Linked DNA regions of Pan troglodytes: all the other regions are linked to region 2. The links are chromatin contacts, called in public Hi-C maps. All regions are on one chromosome and are shown on one strand. Each heading gives the region's core, a stretch centred on a gene start, on an enhancer-like site or on the middle of the called end of the contact. The rest is flanking DNA. Distances are from core to core; before and after follow the strand shown.

Region 1 (2,700 bases), core at 167-2,666, 180 kb before region 2:
AGAGTTTTTTTGTCTCTATTGAGACACAGTCAGAGCCTGTTCTGGCCCAGGGCAATGATGGGGAGGTACAGAGGTTGTGGAGCATGTCAAGGGACCCCCAGGGAGGCTGAGCTGGGGACATGACATCTGACTGAGACTGGAAGCATAAGTAAGAGTTAGCCAGAGGGTAACAGCTCTTGCTGTCTTGGATGGCTGGTAAGGGATATGCAGAGATCAGGAATCCCTAGTTCTGACTCAGGCCAGGCAGCATCAGGAGTCTCAAGAAAACAAACCCTGGAGATTGGCAGGTCTGAGAGCAGGGCGGGGGGCCACACTAGTCTTGTTCACCTTCTATCCCCATTGCTTAGTCTTTGGCACGTGGTAGGTCCTTGGTGAAAGGTTGAGGGGAAGCACATGCTATGGGGACTGGAAACCCCGTCCCACTCATGTCACTGCTGAGTGTCATCACAAGAAAGCCCCCCAGGCCATGGTCCCTCTGAATGAGAAGCGTCTACTAGTCTCCCCTCCTCAGACCTCAATTGAGCCTTTAGCTGCCCCAGTGAACATGTCCTACTGGCCCAGCCTCAGTTCTGCTCCCTCCCCTGATAAAGGAGGGAGGGACACAGGGAAGATAGCCAGGCAGAGGGACAGCACATGCAAAGGCTCAGAGGAGACAGTGAAGTGCTCAGAACTGACTGCAGGAATTCACGCTCATTCAGTCTGGCTGGAACCTCCAACTCATGGGCCTGTAATTCTTTGATTCCTGTTTTTTTCTCTACTAGGCTATGAGGTTTATAAGGGCGGGGCCTGTGCCCTTTTCCTCCATCCCTTTCTCTTTTTCCTCCCTCCCTTCTTTTCTTCCTTCCCCGTTTCTTTCCTCATTTTACCTCTTGGCTATATCACTGGTGTCTCAAATATTGGTGAGTGAGTGAGTGAATGGACTTAGGTCTGGGAGGTTGCCCCAGGGAGAACCAAGTCTTGAGTGGTCTGCATTTGTTCTGAAGCCCTTTCTCCTCTCTTCTGTCCCTCTCCACCAGCACAGTGGTTCCCAGGGGTGCCTCTACAGCACCTTCATGCCGTCTCCAGCCCAGCAGTCCCCAGCTGCTCCTGCATGCTGGAGGTGGGGCTGCTGGGAGCCTGGCCAGCTGTGGGAGAGTAGTAAGAAGTGGGTCCCTGCTGACCTGTCCTTCCTTAAGCTTTGTCCTGGACCTTTTCCCTCTGAACCTTGCTGCCGACGAAGATGGAGCACCTGCAGAAGCTCTGTACTCCATCCAGACAAACAGTGGAAGCTGCACGGACAGTCCTCCCCAGGGCTGGAGCTGCCAGGGCTCAGAGGCTACCACAACACAGAACTCTGGGCCTCACTACACACGTGTCCTGGCCTCATCCAATGCACTTCCCTTTTCCAAACCCCCTGAAGCGTCTCACTTTTCTAAGCTATGCATTCAGCGATTCCTGCAGGGGGAGCACTAGTCCAGAAAGAAGGCCCGCCATCAGCTGCCCAGTCCCGGGGTAAGTCGCCTGCCCTCCCATCTGCTGAGCCCTGGGATAAAAGAAACTCGCTCATGCTAGGAATGGGGCTGGAATCAGGGACTCCTCCCAAACCCTTTTTATCCTAGACAGTGCAGACCTGGCTGTGATCTGCCTCCTTTCCTCAGAGCCCCACCCTGTGGCACCGTCAAGTGAGGCTCCTTTGTGATCGCTCCCTCACGAGTTGTAAAGAGCGGTTCTCTTCTCTGTTCACAACGTGGGTCCATTTGCCATGCCCTTCAGTTCCACTGTCCACACTAGTTTAGGTGTAGCCCTCACCTGGACTCCTGACATCCTCCTAACAGGCTTCACCCCTTCTGTTGTCCCCTGAAATCCATTCTGTGCCAGATGGCTGAGTGGTCACTTTAAACCCATCAGATGTCATCACTCTTACACTTAAAACCTGCCACGAGGCTCATCATAACACCTGCGGTCCTTGTCCCAGCCTCCCCGGCTCAGTGGGCCCCCTCTCCTCCCTGCACTTTCCCCAGGCATGCTGACCTCCCTCTGTTCCTCAATCACATTGAACTCCCTTCTGCACAAGACCTTGGCACCAACTGTTTGGTCACCCTAGAATACACTTCCCCCAGATCCACATGTGGCTGCGCAGGGTTCAGCTCCAGTGTGACCTTCTCAGGGAGGCTTCCTTGACCACTCAACCCAAAGTCACAGAGCATCTTTTTTACGTATCACACTTGCTGAAATGATCTTGTTTGGCATTGTCTGTGTACTCCCACTGGAAGACAAGCTCTAGGAGAGTGTGAACCCTGTTTGTCATTTTCACTGTGGGGTCCCCACCTTCTGGAGCTTGAATTCCCTTCTCTTTAGAGCTCTGCGGGAGCTATATCTTTGTCACGGTTCTGAATCTTTTCAACAAACACTTTTGTTACGTAGGAGGTCCAGCAGCCCCTTGCTTTTGGTTTTCAAAACTTAACTAAGATTCACAAATTAGAGCTCAGATCCAATCTCAGAGGACAGAGAATACTCCAGTTGATTGGCTTCTCTTTCTTTGATGTGAAGCCCTTTCATTTCTCCTACCTGCCTGCTGCCTTGCCCCACTCCATCTGCCTCCATCCTCCACAGACAGGCCCCTGGCCCCAGCCCTACTCCCTTGCCACCCATCCATCAAAGGAAGACAAGATCGGCTCAGGAGCCCCTGAGCTTATCTGAAGCAAAGAAAACTAGGAAAAG
Region 2 (2,700 bases), core at 144-2,643:
GCAGACTTTTCAAAGGGCAGCAGTCAGGCCTGCTGCGTTAATGCTTTTTCTGCACAGATGGGCATTTTAGCTTCTGCTGGGAAAGTCTACAGTAACAGAAAAGCAGAGGAGTTCCATTTTCCAGGGTCAGGTTTGCCCCTCTGCCAGCTCTCCAGCCATCATGTCCTTCCAGACAGGTTCAAGCTTCTGACACACGGTCCTTGATCAGCCAGTCTGGTTCTGATCACCTTTTGAGGGATGAGGGAAGAACGCTTATAGGCTTTGCCATCTACGCTGAGAGTGTTTCCTCAAGCCTCAGCACATCACTCCTCTAGTAAGAACGTCACTGCCTTCCCATTACATTAGAATGAAACCTAGAGTCATCATGCTGCTCTCCAATTCCAGGCTTTCTCATGAAGGCCATGAAGATCTTCCCATCTTGGAAATCTTAACTACACAGGCTTCCTTGTTCCTTCTCAAGCCCAGCCAGCATATTCCCACCTCAGGGCCTTTGCACTCTCTGTTCCCACTGCCTGGAATGTCTTTTTCCCAGGGCTCAGCATGGCTCACTCCTCCATCTTACTCAGTCTCTTGAATCATTGCACTATCTGCAGTAGAATCTACACTCCCACCCTTAGTCGCTCTAACCCTCAGCCTTCTTTTCTTTCCCTTCACAGGACGCATCACTACTTGGTCTCCCCAGTTTTGTATTAAGCTGTTTGGCTAACGCCTCTGCCTTCCAGCCTCCAAGAACGTACACTCATTTGCATACTTTCATTTACCATTTTTAAAGGAGCTGCACCATACAGTGCCTACACCATGTGCCTCATAAATATTTGCATAATGTCCAAATGAACCTATAAAAGGAAAGAGTGAGGCCGGAGAACATGGCTAGCATTTTCTGAATGCTTAGTATGAGCTAAGCATTGCGCTCTGTTTCACAGATATCTTTTTCTTTAAGTTCTCACACACACACAAAAAAACATTTTACAGATAAGAAAACTGAGGTCCAGAAGTGAAGTAACTTGACACTGCTAATAAACAAAGTCAAGGTTCAAATCTTTCCCATGGCACAGCTGCTCTGCCGCCTCCTTAGATTTCTCTAAGGACCGGCCCAGCTCCAGAGGACTAGGTTTTATGGGAGAAAGAGAAAAGAGTGAAAATATGAATAATTATAAATGGATTAGCCATCATTCAATTAACCAGCTCTTTGGCCCTGCCCTTGCACCCTTTTCAGGAATTACTAATGAGACTTCCTGCCTGGTCAGCATGCTCAGTTGCTATTTATGTCAGGGAAGCTTGTCCTGTTATGATTTACATTTGCATCATCACATGCCTGCAAAGCAGATCACAGGCAACCAGCCGAGTGCCTGGCAGGGGCAGAGAGAAGCCTATCCCAGACAACAGCTGTCAGCTGCTCCCTGCCTGCATGACTTGCTACAGGGCTGTGGGGAAGGGGGGTCCTGGGCAAGGCCCCGACTGTCCCTCTCTCATCCCCTATTTCCACAAAGGGGAGATTTCCTCGTAGAACTCAGCAGCGCCTGACAGAAGGCGAAAGACTGACCCTGCCTGTCTTTAAAGTAGCCCTGACAAAGGCAGACAGGGTGACTCTACTCCATTGAATACTTGAATTCACCACTTTTCAAGGATCTGGTCCACAAACTTTTCAAAGCGGTAGCTTTCATTAGCAGGAAGATGGGGACCAAGGGTCTCCTGTGAGTTGGGTTTATTTCCTGATCTAAGTCATGTCCCCACTTTTTAGAGCCTACTTCCCACAGTCCTGGAATTCACAGATCAGCAAAATAAAAAATAAAAAAAGTAGATGAGAGTGGAGGAAAGACTAATACAATTGCCAACTTTTTATTTTACACAAAGACTTACAAAAACACCAGCAATGAGCTCTACTTACTAATACCCTAAATAAACAGCTGCCTTAGCATCCGAAATACAGGAAGGCAAAGTCTCAGAGTAAAGAACTCTCCACCCTGAAAGGGTAGAAACTTTATAGCTACATGTTCACTAGATGTCCTTATTTTTCCCATTTCACCAGAGGCCAGTGACAACCAGGTCATAAATCAGAGACAGTCCTGGGACCCATATTTGGGGTCCACGTGAGAACTAGAGGGGGCCAGGAGGCATTCCAGTGTCTCCAGGTTGTGATATCCTAAGGACAAAGACTCGTGTAACAGCTGGGGCACACAGGCAGTCCACATAGGTGCACTCAGTAACTAATTCTCACGTTCCACAGATGACAAAACTGAGGCCCAAAGAGGCAACTGGACTTGCCCAAAGTCACATAGCTATTTAGGGTCAGACTGGCCTATAGTCCAGTTCTTCTGCTCTTGAGTCCAGCTTCTTTTAACTACACTACACTTTAGGCAGGGTACCCTAGAGCCATACCTGATCAAACCCCTCATCTGGGACAGGTACAGGAGAGACTCCCAAGAAAAAGCCCTTCTCCCACAGGAGAACTTTCCAGGCCTTGTATAGAAGGCTCTTCCCCAGACATCATGCCTGTAGCTCCCAATCTGCCTGGGAAGGGCTCAGGGCTGCTCAAGGTCCGGGAGGATGATGGAAACTTCAGCATGGGCTTGCTGTCTCTGGCCACCTCCCCAGACTCTTCCCAGGCAGCAATCATACAAAAGAGCTGGACAGAGGCTGCAATGTGGAAGCCTCTCTGTTCCACCAGAACAGCCATGAAGTCAGCTAATCAGACCTGCT
Region 3 (2,700 bases), core at 35-2,534, 260 kb after region 2:
AAGATAAGGAGAATTTTTGAATCTGGGTAGATTGGATTCTTGCCACTTCCTGCTATCTCATCAAAGAGCCAAACATAGAACAGGGAGGGCTATGTGAAGGAATGTGCACTTCATCAAAAGCATGCATTCCGTTAATTTAAAGAAATTATAGTATGATTATTCTATCATAGCAACAAGATATAAATAGATATTAATAAGTAAAATCAGGTTAGTTGCTGAAAAATGCCATTCATAATAAGGTTGCATTACATAAATGTTTGCATATGTAAATGTCCTGTAATGCCCATGGACTTTAATTGCTGCATTTGGCATGGAAAATTACCAGCTCTGCTACTACTAGTGGTGTGATCTCAGGCAACATTCTTTACCTCTCTGAGCCTCAATTTCATTGGCCATAAAATGAGACTAATTTTTTTCTTGTATTAAAGGACCACATGAGATAATGTATGTAAAAAGACTGAAAACTGGAAAGTACAATAGTTTTTTAGGTATTTAATCATTGTTGTAATTAATAGCCACAGTGAAAATATATTCAAGGACAATGTAAAGATTTGAGCTTACAGTTTCAAATACCAACCTTAAGAATGATCCAGAAATACTAAACTCATGTGTTTTTTTGTTTTTAAAACTATGACATCTATAAGTTGGAGACATTTGCTTTTTGAGACATTGTCTTTTTTATTATATAATCTTTAGTCCTCATGGCATCCTCTTTAGAGACCAAACAGCAATTAGTGAACTGTTTCAGACAGAAATCTGGATGGTCCAAGATCCTGGATTAAGATAGCTCTATTTATGAATGCATTTTCAGATTAAACAGGAAAAGTGTATTAAACCAAGCACTTCATTGTGGATAAGGAAAATCGATATCCTGTGGGTTGGACTGTTTTTAGTCTTACTACAAAAATGGATGCACTATTTATACGTGTTTTCTCCAGTCATGGCTATTAGCTCTTCACTTCAAGTTCACTCACTCAGCCACTACGGTGGAGAGCCAGTCATTGTAGGTTAAAAGCAACTAATGTTAGACCCCTGCTGGCCTGGTCTGGCACTGCACGGGGAAACACAATCTCCAATTCTTATTAGTGGGGAAATTGGTTTACAAAAGCAGAGCTGAGACGCCAAGGATTTGGTTTTGCCTCCCTTGATATCTAGGTGCCAATATGGGAGCAAGAAGAAAAGTGGGATTTGCCTTACAATGGAGAAGTTCTTGAGGAGGAACTGGGGATTATAATCTCCCTTCAGGGCGGTTGGGACTTGGATCAGCCTGCCCCACAAGCTCCCTCTTCATTGCTAACAGCTTGGAGGCTGGCACTGAGCTTTTCCATGTGTTCACACTCATTGTTGGTTGCACTCTCCAACCTCTAGGGGGCGCAGAGGCGTTCGCCTCAGCTTTTTTTTTTTTTTTTTTTTTTTGAGGCAGAGTCTCACTCTGTCCCCAAGGCTGGAGGGGGCAGTGGCACGATCTCAGCTCACTGCAACCTCCGCCTCCCGGGTTCACGCGATTCTCATGCCTCCACCTACCGAGTAGCTGGGATTACAGGCATAAACCACCATGCCCAGCTAATTTTTGTATTTTTAGTACAGACGGGGTTTCACCATGTTGGCCAGGCTGGTCTCCAACCCCTGGCCTCAAGTGATTCACCCACCTCAGCCTCCCAAAGTGTTGGAATTAGAGGCGTGAGCCACCACGCCTGGCCTTCAGCTTTTTCATTTTGTTGCTCCAAGACAAGGAGCCGGGACTAGGAAGGGTCAAGGGCACGATGGAGCGCTCAATGATACACGTGATGCGGCTGCTACAATAGGAGTCGTCATCTGTGGGTAAAAAAGCAACCAGAATTACAATACTTTTCCTTCTTGTGGTCTGTACTTTCTCCTCTTCTCTCGTGAAACTGGAATGAATGGGGCCCAGAGAAAACGAAGCGCAGAACAAGAGAAGGATAGCAAGAAGGGCCCAAACAAAACAAGAGCCTCAAATGGGCAAAGCTTTTGTTTTGGGGAAAGGGATCTCGGTTAATGCTCCTGTTTGGTAGAAATCAGACATAACAGGAATGAGGTTAGGGAGTGGTAAAGTGGTAAGGGGCTTGGCTCCACTTCCAACTCAGTGTTTTTGGTTAACATGAATAGGTAAACCCTAAAGGATTGGGATTGGGGAATCATGAGAGATGGGAAAAATCCCACTTTTCTTTGCTTGAACATGGCCTAGCAGATGACCTTTTCTTCTCACAGTAGAGAGCTCTAAGGAAGGTTATCAAAGTCCAAAAGTTAGGGTTTTAACTCATTTGACCTACTCTACTGGCCCTATGACTTGAAGGTCACAGTCGTGAGATGGGATTATACTGAGAACCAGGGTATCGTTCAACAATGTTCCTTGATCTCTTCCTCATTAGGGCTTGTGCCTCTTCAGAGTTTGGCTGGAGTGACACAAATCCACTCTTCCCAGTTAAAGAAAAGTCATCCTGATTAGCTTCCCAGAGAATGTTCTGTGATTGCAGGAAGGAAAGTTGTGATTCCCAATCTGAACTTGGAGGCCTCAGTGATTTTCGGAAGCACTGTTTGCTGGGCTGAGTCAGCAGAGACAAACCTACCCTTGATTTTCTGGAGAGTGTTCTTCTACAAGGACAGATCCTCAGACACTTAGCCCGTCCCCTGTTAATGAATACTGACGTCATTACCACATTTTTTGCCCTTAAAAGCAAT

The links. Hi-C and Micro-C count contacts between places; a contact is called where the count stands out from the background.
Region 1: a contact with region 2 is called in a Hi-C map of stem cell-derived neural progenitor cells, with 4 times the contacts expected there. The contact joins two enhancer-like sites. A contact is called at or near these places in 3 of 7 Hi-C or Micro-C datasets (induced pluripotent stem cells and stem cell-derived neural progenitor cells).
Region 3: a contact with region 2 is called in a Hi-C map of stem cell-derived neural progenitor cells, with 4 times the contacts expected there. The contact joins two enhancer-like sites. A contact is called at or near these places in 2 of 7 Hi-C or Micro-C datasets (induced pluripotent stem cells and stem cell-derived neural progenitor cells) and 1 of 1 other capture datasets (stem cell-derived neural stem cells).

What each region holds. Positions count from the first base shown.
Region 1 is chr9:40,270,172-40,272,871 of NHGRI_mPanTro3-v2.0_pri, reverse strand. No RefSeq gene overlaps it. Among named protein-coding and RNA genes, the nearest start is that of COMMD9, 31 kb to the left of the region's middle. Within about 2 kb of position 1,416, at least 4 of the 24 cell types and tissues checked have an H3K27ac peak or open chromatin away from gene starts, as enhancers often do. A contact at or near this core is called in stem cell-derived neural progenitor cells, where this site is marked.
Region 2 is chr9:40,086,819-40,089,518 of NHGRI_mPanTro3-v2.0_pri, reverse strand. All of the region lies in intron 2 of LDLRAD3 (low density lipoprotein receptor class A domain containing 3), which reads right to left. Among named protein-coding and RNA genes, the nearest start is that of LDLRAD3, 130 kb to the right of the region's middle. Within about 2 kb of position 1,393, at least 11 of the 24 cell types and tissues checked have an H3K27ac peak or open chromatin away from gene starts, as enhancers often do. A contact at or near this core is called in stem cell-derived neural progenitor cells and stem cell-derived neural stem cells, where this site is marked.
Region 3 is chr9:39,831,520-39,834,219 of NHGRI_mPanTro3-v2.0_pri, reverse strand. No RefSeq gene overlaps it. Among named protein-coding and RNA genes, the nearest start is that of LDLRAD3, 120 kb to the left of the region's middle. Within about 2 kb of position 1,284, at least 11 of the 24 cell types and tissues checked have an H3K27ac peak or open chromatin away from gene starts, as enhancers often do. A contact at or near this core is called in stem cell-derived neural progenitor cells and stem cell-derived neural stem cells, where this site is marked.